Regions from separate parts of the Mus musculus genome. Here region 1 is linked to region 2. Evidence: chromatin contacts called from public HiChIP or PLAC-seq data. All regions are on one chromosome and are shown on one strand. Each heading gives the region's core, a stretch centred on a gene start, on an enhancer-like site or on the middle of the called end of the contact. The rest is flanking DNA. Distances are from core to core; before and after follow the strand shown.

Region 1 (6,557 bases), core at 657-3,156, 790 kb before region 2:
ATTTAAATAAAATATCTTATCCTTATTTGATGAAATACAGCCATCAAAGACTAGAATATGGCTCAGTGGACAAAGTGCTTGCTGTGCCAACATGAGGATCAGAGTTCAAATCCCCAGACCCCAGGCAAAACCCAGACATAAAAGCTCGCATCCCTAATTCTCCAGAAGCCAGGGAGACAGAGACAGGCAGTTCCCAGAGGCTTGTTAAACAGCCAGTCTTAGCTGACTGGATGAGCTCCAGATGCAGTTTGAGGACCTGTCCCAACAAAATGTAGTGGAAAAACAAACTAGGAAGACACCCTGGTGCAAACCTTTGAACTCCATGTAGTCCTTCATGCATGGATTAGAACACCAACACATGAGTGTACACACACAGAAGTGGGGGAGGGCTAGAAGAAATACTAAATGATAAGAAAATATTATTCATATATTGTGTTTACATGGAATATGGGCATGTGTGTATCACAGCGCCCATGTGGGGGTCTGAGAACAATCTGAGAGAGCTGATTCTCTCCTTCCACCATGTGGGTTCTAAGGTTCAGTCTCAAGATGCCAGGCTTGGCAGCAGACACCTTTACCCACCGAGCCCTCTTGCTGGCCCTCCACCTCAGTTTTTGAGACAAAGCCTCTCTCACTGAACCTGGAGGGGTTGAGGTATGGACTCAGGTTTTTGTGGTTGCTGCAGAAAGCACTTCATCCACCATGCTGGCTTCCCAACCAAAACCACAGTAAGATCTTGGCCGCCAAAATATGAATAGAAATTAAAAGGCCAGCCAGTAAAAGTGCCTTCTCTAAACTGTTCAACATTCAGTAGCTGCTTTATGGGAAAAAAAAAAAAAAAAAAAACCCTTACAGTGGAATCCATTACTTATTTCCTCAGGGCAGGGAATAAGGGAGGGAGGAACTCACCAATAAAATAGTATCTGGTGGTAGGGATGGGGAGAGAAAGAAAGAATATTGGGGAGCTTTTAATCTGTAAAGATCAATTTAGCAAATCAAGTTTTATAAAATCGTAGAGTTACCTCTACTTGTGATACAAATTTATTACTCGTTTTCACAAACTGAAATCATGGAAACTCTTCTGTCGCCGCCCCCAAACTACAAGCTTACATCTGCAATGTTAATAAACACCCACTTAGAATTAACTGCAGGGAATTACTAACAGTCAAAAGACCTGACTATTTCCAACAAGGTATGTAGAGAAACAGAGTAGACGAATTGCCGGAAGTATGTGTATGCCCAATGTTCCAACACTGAGTTTAATAAAAGAAAAATTAGAAAAGGAAATACTACCTCCCTCCAAACTCCCTGTCACTGCTACATACCTTGATTCTTGCTTTTTCTATAAATTCAAGAGGGGCTTTCCCAAACTCAAGTCCAGCTCCAATCCAGGGAATCCAGCCTTGGATGCACGGGGGTCCAAGCAAATTCTTCAACCGAGAGAATAAGAAAAGAACACAGCTTCCCAGAACGGCGATTGCTATTGGTGAGAATAACTCCATAATGCCCATCTTCCAGAATCAACAGACGTTTGAAAACGTCCTTCTCCAGGGGAATCTCCTAGTCCCCCGCCGACTGAGGAAAATGCGCCCAGTTTTGCAAACTCTGAGCCGAGAAACTTTTTAAACAAATTCTCTTGCGTAACTGTGGTTCCTTTGCCCCGCCCCAGTTTTTGTGTGATTTTTGCATTGTGGCTATCTTCCACCTTCCCACGGCTTTCAAATTATGAGAAAAAAAAAAAAAAAAAAAAAAAAAAAAAAAGCTTTGATTTGAACTGGGCTGGGCTGGGCTGGGACGGAGGAGGCGGGAACACATCCTGAGGCGGCGGAGCTCGAGTAAACTAGCTGTTTGCAGCGGGCGCCTAGCTACCAGCCAATCAGAGAAGTCGCTGAGCCCCCAAGAACTACATTTCCCAGAAGCCTCTTGGGTGCGGCTTTGTTTTTCAGCACCTGAGGCCGCCGGACCGGTCCAGCTACCAGGCGGGCGGCGCCTTTGCAGAGCGTAATAAAGGCACATGGTCCTGACCTGACCTCTCTCGGGCTGAAAAGGGGCGGCGCCGGCAGGGTGGCAGGTTCCCAGGCGACCAGCGGTGCCCAGTGGTCCTGACTTGCTGCTGAATGCCTATCGCCGAGGAGGAGAAGCTGCTGCCGCTCACGCAGAGATGGCCCCGGACGAGCAAGTTCCTACTGTCCGGCTGCGCCGCAACCGTGGCCGAGCTAGGTACCGGCCGCCCCCGCCTCGGCCTCCCCAGCGAGTGGCTGCGGCATCGTGCTGGGGGAGGGATGGGCGGGCAGCCTCACTCCTGGCTGGAGTGCATCTTCAGAGGTTGGACCCTCGCAAGGATGTGGTCAGGTGCCCAGTAGGCCAGCTTCGGGAGGAGCGTGGATTGGAGGTGTCCAGGGTCCTTGTCTTCCCATCCCCAGGGATGTTGTCTTATGCCTGAGTGAGTACTCTTGGGCTCTTCATGAGCCCTATACCTCTCTAGGAAACATTTCCCCTTTCGTAAGGATGACCTTTATAGAACCATAATCCATTTGTTCACAGTTTTTTGGTTTGGTTTTGGTTTGTTTTTTTCTTTTTCATCCTCCCTGGGATCGTTTTTTGTGGTTTATAGTCTTATGCTGCCTCGGGAGTCTTTAAGATTTGAGTTGGGGGAAGGGGGACAGTGAGTCCTACCTTGAGGGACTCCAATTGTTAACCATCCCTCTGGAACATTTGCTTAATGCCAGTCAGCCACATCACTTCTCTGAGCCTATACCCGTTAAGGGGAATTCTGAGAAGTAATTTTTATATGTGGTAAATGCAAGGTAGGGGCAGCATTATTCCAGTTGATGCAGTAGTGGGTCCTGGATATACAATTGCAAAAAACCCCAGTGTGGCCTTCTTCCAGGCTCAGTGGGGTGGCGGGTGGGGGGTGGCACATGCAGAGAAAGACATTTATTTACAGCTGCTGCCTGTTGCAGAGAAGCTATTTCTGTGTGTTCCAAGAACATTATAGGAACAAAACAAAACAAGACAGATCCATCTGCCTAAGTGAGTTCAAAGAAACAAACAACAACAACAAATAAATAAATAAGTAAATAAACAGACCACCTAAAGTGGATTACGGCACTATGGCATGAGCAAAGGGTGGGGGTGTTGTTGTGGTTGTTGTTGTTTTTCAGGAAGGGGGCAGGGAGGTTTTGAGTACAACCTGTGGTCTCTGTGAAGCTATTTGAGATTACCCTTACATTTTTTTGTCCATTAAAAAAAGAAAGAAAGAAAAAGGAAAATGTCTCTGGTGCATTAGTTATTTGAAAATGTTATCCAACCGTCTCTAGCGGAGCTTTATTTATTTTTATGCCTAGCATAGCCAGCACACTACCTATTGCTTTGCCCTTTAGACTCTTCCTTTCTTGCCTTTGGCCCATCTATTTGTCTTCTTTCTAATCAAAGCTAACACAATTTTATTTTCCTTAATCATTGATTTTCCTAAATAAAATTCACCAGCTTCTAAAGACATCTAAAACGAGTCAGCCGAGTGATGAGCTGCATTAGTGGTTTGATGGCTCCCTGAAAGCTCAGTGGCTTGTCCAGAAACGGTCCTGTGAAATGTGTTGGGGAGAAACGGGTGAAGAATAGGGACAGAAGGCCAAGGGATCAAAGTTAGTTGGTAAAGGGGAGTTCACACTGATTCAGCACGAATGCCCCAGCCACAAGGTAACCAAAGGAAAAGGAAGGAAGAAAACATGTGTTCTGAGAAGCAGCATTTGTACTTAGAGCTCTTGCCTCTTCATACTTTGCTCAGTTTCATGTGTTGATAAGACACTTTTTAAGGTGTGTGTGTGTGTGTGTGTGTGTGTGTGTGTGTATACCACTGGAAACTTTTTAAGACTCCATATATATGCAAGATAAGAAAACATCTTAGGGACATTATTGGTTAGCAACTTTTCCAGAACCTAATGGAAAGATGTAACACATCCCCCTCCCCGCCCCCTCTCCTGTCTTTGGAAAGGTATTCATGGATCGTGGATCAGGCAGCGGTCACTGAAAATCTTTGTGTACTCTAAGCGATGTTCATGAGCTTGACCCCATATCCTTCTTAAGAGTTCTTCAGGGTATTGTGTGTACGAAGTGTATGATGGACCAAGTAGCTAGAATAGGCTTTCAGATCAAGATAAACTGTCTCTAATTCAACATATAAGCAAATTTTCCAGTTAACTAAAGTTGCGACTTACAAAGAACTCATGAATAGGCCATGTATAAAACTTATCCGTTCAGAAGTTGCCTCAGTTTGAAGAACATTGCTACCCCTGTATACAGAAGATGTTCCAACCTCATTGCATCTTCTCCATCTCAAACATCAGTCCTGTGATTCATTCTCGGGGAAGAAGAACCTATAAAAATCATAGAATTCCACTTTAAATTTGTTCTAAATTTGTATTAGATCTCAAATGATAGTGGCTATGGTCAAGGAGACAGAACGGGGATACTTGAAGCTGTTTCTCATTGGGAAAACTAAATTGGGTTTGAGATTAATTTTTTTTATTAAAAAGAGATCAAGGGTTGCCCTGCTTTTGTGGGATTATTTTGTTTTGCCTTTGTATCTGGGGATGCTTTGGGGCAGGGAATTTTAGATTTGGGAAGGCGTGAGATTGTACTCTCTAAATCAACCTATGAGGTCAGGGTGTGTGGGGATGGGTTTGGAAGTGTGTGTTTTCCGCAGGTTCCCTAGCTGAGGCTGCCATATTCTCCTACTTCAGAGGCTCCAAATCTTGGGGGAATGCTAATCCTCTGATTTTAGAGGTTTTTTTTTGTTGGTTTGTCTGAATGTTTTGGGGTTTCCTCCCCTTCATCTGTTTTCTATTTCATTAGCAACCTTTCCCCTCGATCTCACAAAAACCCGACTCCAGATGCAAGGAGAAGCTGCCCTTGCTAGGTTGGGAGATGGCGCAGTGGACTCTGCCCCTTATAGGGGCATGGTGCGCACGGCCCTGGGAATTGTTCAGGAGGAAGGCTTCCTAAAGCTGTGGCAAGGAGTGACGCCCGCCATTTACAGACACGTAGGTATTTATCTTGATTCTAGCTGGTAAGTTTGTTATGGGTTCTGTATTCTTTGCTTTTCTCTTCAGCTGGATGCAAAATCCAGCAAAGACATTATTCCTCCCCCACCCCCAACTGATACAATAAATCAATAGAAGAAAATCTTTCCAAGTGTTATTAAGGAGTTACTGCCCTAAATTTTGAGACTAGTGTATGGAAGTATTTAACTTCCATGTGGTGCAATGCCCTGGGATTGTCCAGGAGAACCTTGAGACAGGCTGGCAAGTGGTCTAGCGGGAAATGGCGAGCAGCAGATAACATGGAAAGTGACAGAAGAGGACAACTGGTCTCAACTTTGGACCTCGGCACATGCACATGTAGCTATGTGCTTGCATAACCACACACTAATATGACTCTGCACACATGCAAGCATATCTACACGCCATCCTCACTGTACGCACACATATCCATGAAGAGAGAAAGATAATTCACTGAGTGTCATCACTTAATACATCCTGATATAGAGGGAGTTATAACTGCTTCTACTAAGCTGTATGTTTGCAAAGTTTTCCCTGTGAGTTCTTTAATGGTATAAGACAGACGGACATGAATGATTTACATCCTTTCCCCTTATTTAGAAACCTTAAACACAGTGAAAATTAAGGAGAACTGCTTCTGTGGGTGATTAGTGGTCACTGTCACAGAGGGAAACCTTTCTATCCGTGCTTCCAAAGAATCGCTCACAGGAATGGGTGCTGTGGCTATGTCAGCTTTATAGAGAGGAGACCATGAAGTTGGTTCCAGAGGGACACTGAGATAAGTGTGGCTCTCTGCCCCTCCACCTCCAAGCTGTTTCCTTGGCCCAGAGAGCATCAGTTCTAATGATGTACAGGCTTGCTATTATTAACATTCCACTCTGTGAGTAAGTTAGCACATGAGTTTTAAGAGTCGGAATTATGTACACAAACTTACACTATTTTTGCAGGGTTTTTTGTTTGTTTGTTTGTTTGTTTTTGTTTTTTTTGAGATACCAAGTCAAACTGCCTGAAATATCAAGCAAATCTCTTGCATGGGCACCATGGATTGACGTTAACGATGCCGTTTTGTAACTTTTAAAGCGTTTCTCTTTTGGACCCCATTCTTGTGCTGTGCTTTGACTTGTCATTTGTATTAGCCAGTTTGTTATTCTTCAGCTAAGATCTTTCTCATGTGCTTTAAACCTGAAAGAGAAGAACTGTTCATGGATTCTCCAGGGCAATCACATATGCTTATTCAAAGAGATATCCTCTGTACACCAAGCTCCAGAGTTTCCTGTTTGAGTTAAAAATCAACACACAGAGCTATTTTGTGAGGTTGTTTTTAAGACAAACATTTAATCGAGGCTTATTTATAGTTTCGGAGGTTTAGTCCATTATTGGCATAGCAGGAAGCATGGCAGCATGCAGGCAGACATAGAGAAGGTGCTGGGAGTTCTACATCTTGATCTGCAGGCAGCAGAAAGAGACTGCCATACTAGGTCCACCTTGGGCATAGGA
Region 2 (5,996 bases), core at 1,504-4,003:
TTAACATTCGATTTTCCTTCTGTTGTGTTTTATAAAACGGTGGCATAAAGAGGTGGGAGGGGCACCTCAGCTGGCAGGCCAAGGTGTTCCCCTGAGGAGTCACCACCCTACGACAAGCCTAGTACAAAAGGAAGTTTATGGGGGAAGGGAAGGGGACCTGGAAAAGGGGTAGAAAAAGGAGGGGGACAGAGAATGACAGAAAGAGAGAAGAGAAAGAGAGAAAGAGGTGGGTTGGGAACACTGGAAGGAGAGAGAGAGACAGAGATAGAGACAGAGCAGAGACATAGAGACAGACAGACAGACAGACAGACAGACAGACAGACACACTCACACTGAGAGAGACAGAGACAGAGAGACAGAGAGCTAGGGTAGCCGAACAATTCTTATATGCCAGGTTGGCTTGCACCTGGCAGGCAAAGCCAACACTAGTTGCTGGGTAGCTGTTGGGCGGAGCCTAGAGTAACTGCTAACACTTCGGTACTATATTGGTCCTTGTCACAAAGTTTTACCAACAGGAAAATATTTTAATGCAGTTATTTATTTTTTGATTAAGTCCTAAGAAAACTCCAGGAAAACATGATGGTAGATAGACATTATTTGGATTGGTTGGAAATCGTGTCAGTTACAGAGTATGTGATGTCTCATGACGCCAGATTAACATGTTCACTGTGCAGAAGATTAAAAAGTGTGTGTGTGTGTGTGTGTGTGTGTGTGTGTGTGTGTAAATGGTCAGAGTGAAAAGAATCCATTGGCTACCCAAAGAACCATCTTGCCGGCTCAGCTGTTAAAGGCACCTGCTGCTCTTGTAGGGGACCTGGGTTTGGTTCCTGGCACTCCCATCTGGTGGCTCAAACTTGCCTGGAACTCCAGTCTAGGGGATTTATGGACCTTTTTTAGTCTCCACAGGAACAGGCAAGCATGTGGTGCACCGACATGTGGAACACATACATGTAAAAATAAATACAATCCTGGATTTCATGGTTTTATCTTTGGAAGACACTCCTAGCTTTAGAACTGTGAGAGTTTTTGGTTTTACTTCTCTGTGCAGCCTCTCTCCTTGAGACTTCCCTTGCTGGTCATAACTTAATTTCTTTTAGGTTCTTACAACCCAACTTGGTCTACTTTAGGCTGTTTATTAAGTTGTTTTGTGTTCATGTCTTGCCTTTGAAACAGAATGCAAAGTCACGAAGGATAAGGGCTATGAATTTTTTATTTGTGTTCTTTGCTTGGGAGGAGACAATGAACGTATTGCTCAATAAATAGTCTTTGACTAATACAAGGCAAGTGAGTTCAGTGATACCCTGCTGACATCTTGTTTATTTGTGCAAATGAAATGTTTTCCTTGTTTCTTCTTGCACAGAACTAATTGCAACTGTTTTATCCACTTGTTTCTACAAGTTTTGCTTCAGAATTCACCATTGGCAATCTTTTTAGGAGTAGTGAAAGATGCTCAAAGCGGGGCTATAGGAGGGAGTGGGAATGGCTATTTACAAAGTCTCTACTCTTGTTCTACACTGTAAATAAACATTTCTTTTAACACATTAACTGCTAAAGCTCCAGTCAGGTTCATTCACCCAGGGACCTACAAAAAAATAAACGGCAGAGCTGAGTTTCAGAGACCCAAGTCGGCCTGGTTCCAACGGGCAAAGCAGTTTAAGTGTCCGGTAGCTGTGAGAATTCAAAGGCGTAATTTCTTGAAAAAAAAAAAAAAAACAAAAAACCAACACTAGGCACAATAGTTGGCAGTCAACACGTTGCTCCCCCATACTTGCTCAGGCCTTGAAGTTGACTTTTTCAAATAGGAGGGGAGGAAAATTAAGGTCATATTAATTAAATTTGTCAATAAGTTGAAGAAAGCTCGTGTTTGATTACAATAATCCTACGCCGGCCTTCATATTGACTCTAGAGGAAAAAAAAAATAATGCCTGGCAATGTTTCAAACCACGATGCCTAATTTAGAACGATTTCTATTTCAAAAGAGGGTGTAGGAAGTCATCTTTGGCCAACAAGAGACTCAAGGAATACAATAATGTATGCCTATGAAAAATTCACTGCGTTTCTCACCCACCCCAAAGAAAAACATTGCTTTTGACCCGCAGGGAACTCTGTAGGTGAACTGTGGGGTCCCCACATTTGCGGGGGGGGGAAGGGGACCCCGCCTTGAACTTCGAAGTTCTCGCTCCCATAGCTGTTCTCTTTTAGATCTCTCACAAGCGACACCTTTGCAAAAAAAAAAAATAAATAAAAAAGAAAGAAAAAAGAAAGTGGGGTAACCGGGGCTCATTTTGCAGAACCCCTTTGGTATCTGTATGGGCCGGGCAGCCAGCTGTGTCGTACACCCCAGGGAGACCAAGTGCCCGCAGCCCGCCACACCTGGAGGATGGTGGCGCGCGCCCCCGCGTGACGTCACCGCACCTGGCACCAGCTGCCGGAGCCTGGGTGGCGCGCGCGGGGGCCGCAGGGGGCGTGGCCGGGAATCCCAGATCGTTCTCGCGAGATTTCGCCCCAGCCGGGTCCCGACTCTCTTCACACTGGGCCCGTGGCTTGCCACCGCGTTCTCGAGCGTGGCGCGCTCCGCCTCCGAGGGAGCGGGTGCGGGCTGACCGTGCGAGACCCCGCCAAGTGCCTCAGCCAGCTGCGAGCGGAAGCGGCCCGGGAGCGTGGCTGAGTGCGCCCTGTGCTCAGGCGCGGACCCCGTTCTCCACCCCCCCTCCCACCCCCGCCTGCCGGGGCTGCGGCCGAGGCCGGGCGTGAGGAGCGGCCAAGCGCGCCGCGGGCGGATGGAGTCGCTTCCCCGCCGCGCCTGAGCCGGTGCACAGAAGGGGCCGCGGGGCCGCGCTCTCCCCGCCAGAGCCGCAGCATGGGTAAGCACTACCGCGCCGGCCACTGGGCTCCTCGCACGCGGGTCGGCTCCAATCGGGCTCTCCCCTCGTCGGTCCTTGTGCGGGACAGCGGGGCTCGAACCCGTGACCCGTTGCCCTGCGCCCTCTGGGAGCCCCTGACTTCCATGGGGGAGGGCGATCGCGAACTTGAGAAAGTGGCACTTGCAGCTCTGCTACTCGGTGGCTTGGTACAGATTGGTTTAAAAAAGAATGCACTCACACCCCCACATCTACTATGCACGCGCACACACACACACACACACACACACACACACACACACACACACACAGACATTTTGTCATAGAGAATTGGAAGCACAGGAAGAAACTTAATTCTCTTTGCGATCGGCTGGGCTTTTTGGCAGTGATTTGTGACTTCTCTCCCCTTCCTCTTTTCGTGGGTCAGTTTTTTGAAATCGTTTTTCCTGGTATTCGTCGTCTGCCTTGTCAGGTGTGTTGGCACCTAGCAGCGCGGCGAATTTCCTCCTCCTGAGGACTGGGTTAGGGGTTCGGTTATTCTAGGATTCCCAGTTGGAACCTCTGGAGGAGCTGTTTGCTGTTTCCTGTTTGGAGGGAGACTTCCTTCTTGGAGGCGAGCAAAAGTACCGGGGCCACAAGGTTGTTTTTCTGTGCGTTCTTCAGGTTTTCGTTTGGAGTCAGAGAGAGAGAGAGCAAGCGTCGCAGCGGACTTCTTTGAAAAGGAGTTTTGTTCAGTGGTGTAACAGTTCTTTTGATAAGTTGCGTCTGGGCTAGACACGAGCTCCCTCGAATGGTTATAATTTAAAAGTAAAGTAAAAGTATGTTTCTCCCCCGCCCCCCCGCCCCCAGCTTGGTGTTACCACAAGGCAAAAAGTGTAAGACCAGTATTTGGTTTTGTGGTATAAATCAGAAAGACATTATCACGTTCTCACTCCAGAGTCGATGCTGCTTAAAACCATTACTGAAATTAATAATTCAGGAAACTAGCGGATGATTTAGAAGCCCAACAAAAACAGGAGCTCTGCTGATGTGGCACCCCGTGCCCACACTTTGTTTTGTGGGAGACAAATTTAGCTAGTGTTTACAGACACTGGCTATTCTGTTTTCTTAGAGCTTCTAATTTTATTCTCCCTCCGCTTCCCTCCTGCTTTGTGTACCTTTTATACACCAAGTGCTTTTTGACTCAGGAGACAAACATTTGCTGTTAGGGACTTTGAAATGAATTCCTTTCCACTTGATTAGTTGAGTTTACGGGGTAATTGCAGGCTTATTCTAAAGCATCAAAAGCTAGCTTAACTGATTGGGATGAAAAGCTAAAATTAAGTATACAATTCTTATCTGTCTTAAGTCAGGATGCAGAATGTAATTAAACATCTTTTGATGGTCCAGAGTCATCATTTTGTGACTTTGAGTTGCTGTGAGCCCTTTTAACCACCTTGGATCTTGTATACTGTTGGACCAGGTGCTAAACAACAGACAGTTCTTTGCAGTTTGCAGTTATTTTAAGTACCCGTCCTTGGAACTGCTGGTTATCCGATGGGCTTGAAACTATGATTAGTATCGCCTTTCACCTTCCCCGTTCTCTCTCTCTCTCTCTCTTTTAAACCGTGGAGATCATTTAAATTTGTGATTTTTGCATAGGGGAAAATCAGTAGGTCTATACTTGAGTATAAGGTCTTCTCCTTCTCTCTTTCTGTCTCTGTCTCTTCACCTCCTCTCCCTGTCTTTGTCTCTGTCTCTGTCTCTTCTCTTCAGGTTCTTACAGTGTAGTTCTGGATATCCTGGCACACACTCTATAGATCAGGCTAGTTTTGAACTCACAGAGATCCACCTACCTCTGCCTCCCAAATGCTAAGATTAAAGTCACTATACCCAGCTAAGGTGTTTTTGTTTTTGTTTTTGTTTTTCCAGTAGAGTTTTTCTCTATAGCCCTGGCTGTCCTGGAACTCATTGTACTCTCTAGACCAGGCTGGCCTCAAACTCAGAAATCCTGCCTGCTTCTGCCTCCCAAGTGCTGGGATTAAAGGCGTGAGCCACCACTGTCCTGCCCGGGCCCCTGCTAAGGTTTTAAGGAAAGTATGGAAAGTATTTTACATTATAATACCTGTATTTACTGTCCACACGCCGTTTCTTTGATCTATTTTAGAGTTGCCAGAGTATCTTGGGAAAATTGTTTAGCATACTGTCAAGATTTGTGCTTTGAAGGTTATTTTGGGGGCCTGTGAAACATTTGCAGATAAATCTGCTTCTATTAAAAATCTGTTGGTTGTGTATTCATTAAAATCCTCAAATTCAAGTTAAAGAGTTTCCTCTAATATGTAATTTGCAGAGTTTGTTACCTGCCCTCATTTTCTTGCATTTTAAAGATAAGATCTCCTTACTCTGTGGTCCAGACTGGCTTTGAACTCAAAGTGATCTTCCTGCCTCAGCCTCTTGGCTGCTGGGATTGTAGGCCTTACTGTCCCTTCCACCCAGTAGTCTTTAGTTCTTACAATTCAGGATGCAGCTTGAGAGAGCTGAGCTCTTAAGAGCTCTCTCTCTGCTTTCTAATTTGGTTCTCATTCATATTGGGTGGCTTACCAAGGGATCTGATACCCTCATCTGGTTTATGAGGGCACCCCTCCACATGGCCTACACACACACACACACACACACACACACTCTCTGTAAGATTTAAAAAAAAATAATGCAGCCTAAAATACTCATGTTTTATCTAATTTGTCACTAAATAAAAATAAATCTTTTTTTGTTTGTTTGTTTTGTTTTGAGATGATCGTGGATTCTTATGAGGTGATAGTTTCTACACTTTAAGAGACACAGCTGGCTAGTTAAGAGTTTCTGAAGCCGAGACCTGCATTACTTTGGGAGTAGAAGCAGGAATTGAAGAATTCAAGGCCAGCTTTGTTCGCACAGTACACTCAAGGCCTTCCTAGGCTGCATGAAACTGTCTGAAAAAGGAAAAGGGCTCTGGACAGGGACTTCCTGAGGCCTTGCCTACAAGCTTTGCAACTTGGGAAGTTAATTAGCCTCTGTGCTTCAGTTTATTGGTCTGTAAATTGGTGAGGAGTGCCAGTCTCGGGTTATTAGGTGAATGAATGACCTAACAATGCTTAGAATATTGCTGGTGGAACTTGT

What was found. HiChIP or PLAC-seq counts read pairs in DNA pulled down with a chosen protein or histone mark.
Region 1: an H3K4me3 HiChIP or PLAC-seq map of bone marrow-derived macrophages shows a contact between it and region 2, with 4 times the contacts expected there. The contact joins the promoter of Slc25a27 here to the promoter of Cd2ap in region 2. A contact is called at or near these places in 2 of 39 promoter capture datasets (liver and pre-B cells), 1 of 484 Hi-C or Micro-C datasets (olfactory sensory neurons) and 2 of 115 datasets of contacts at active chromatin or transcription factors (bone marrow-derived macrophages and memory CD8 T cells).

Annotation. Positions count from the first base shown.
Region 1 is chr17:43,662,563-43,669,119 of GRCm38.p6, reverse strand. Slc25a27 (solute carrier family 25, member 27) reads left to right here and starts at 1,906. Exons shown (of 9, transcript NM_001357122.1): 1 at 1,906-2,220; 2 at 4,855-5,046. The coding sequence starts at 2,118. Cyp39a1 (cytochrome P450, family 39, subfamily a, polypeptide 1) reads right to left here and starts at 1,748. Exons shown (of 12, transcript NM_018887.4): 1 at 1,326-1,748. The coding sequence starts at 1,511.
Region 2 is chr17:42,873,181-42,879,176 of GRCm38.p6, reverse strand. It overlaps Cd2ap (CD2-associated protein), which reads left to right and starts at 2,753. Exons shown (of 18, transcript NM_009847.3): 1 at 2,753-2,864. The coding sequence starts at 2,861.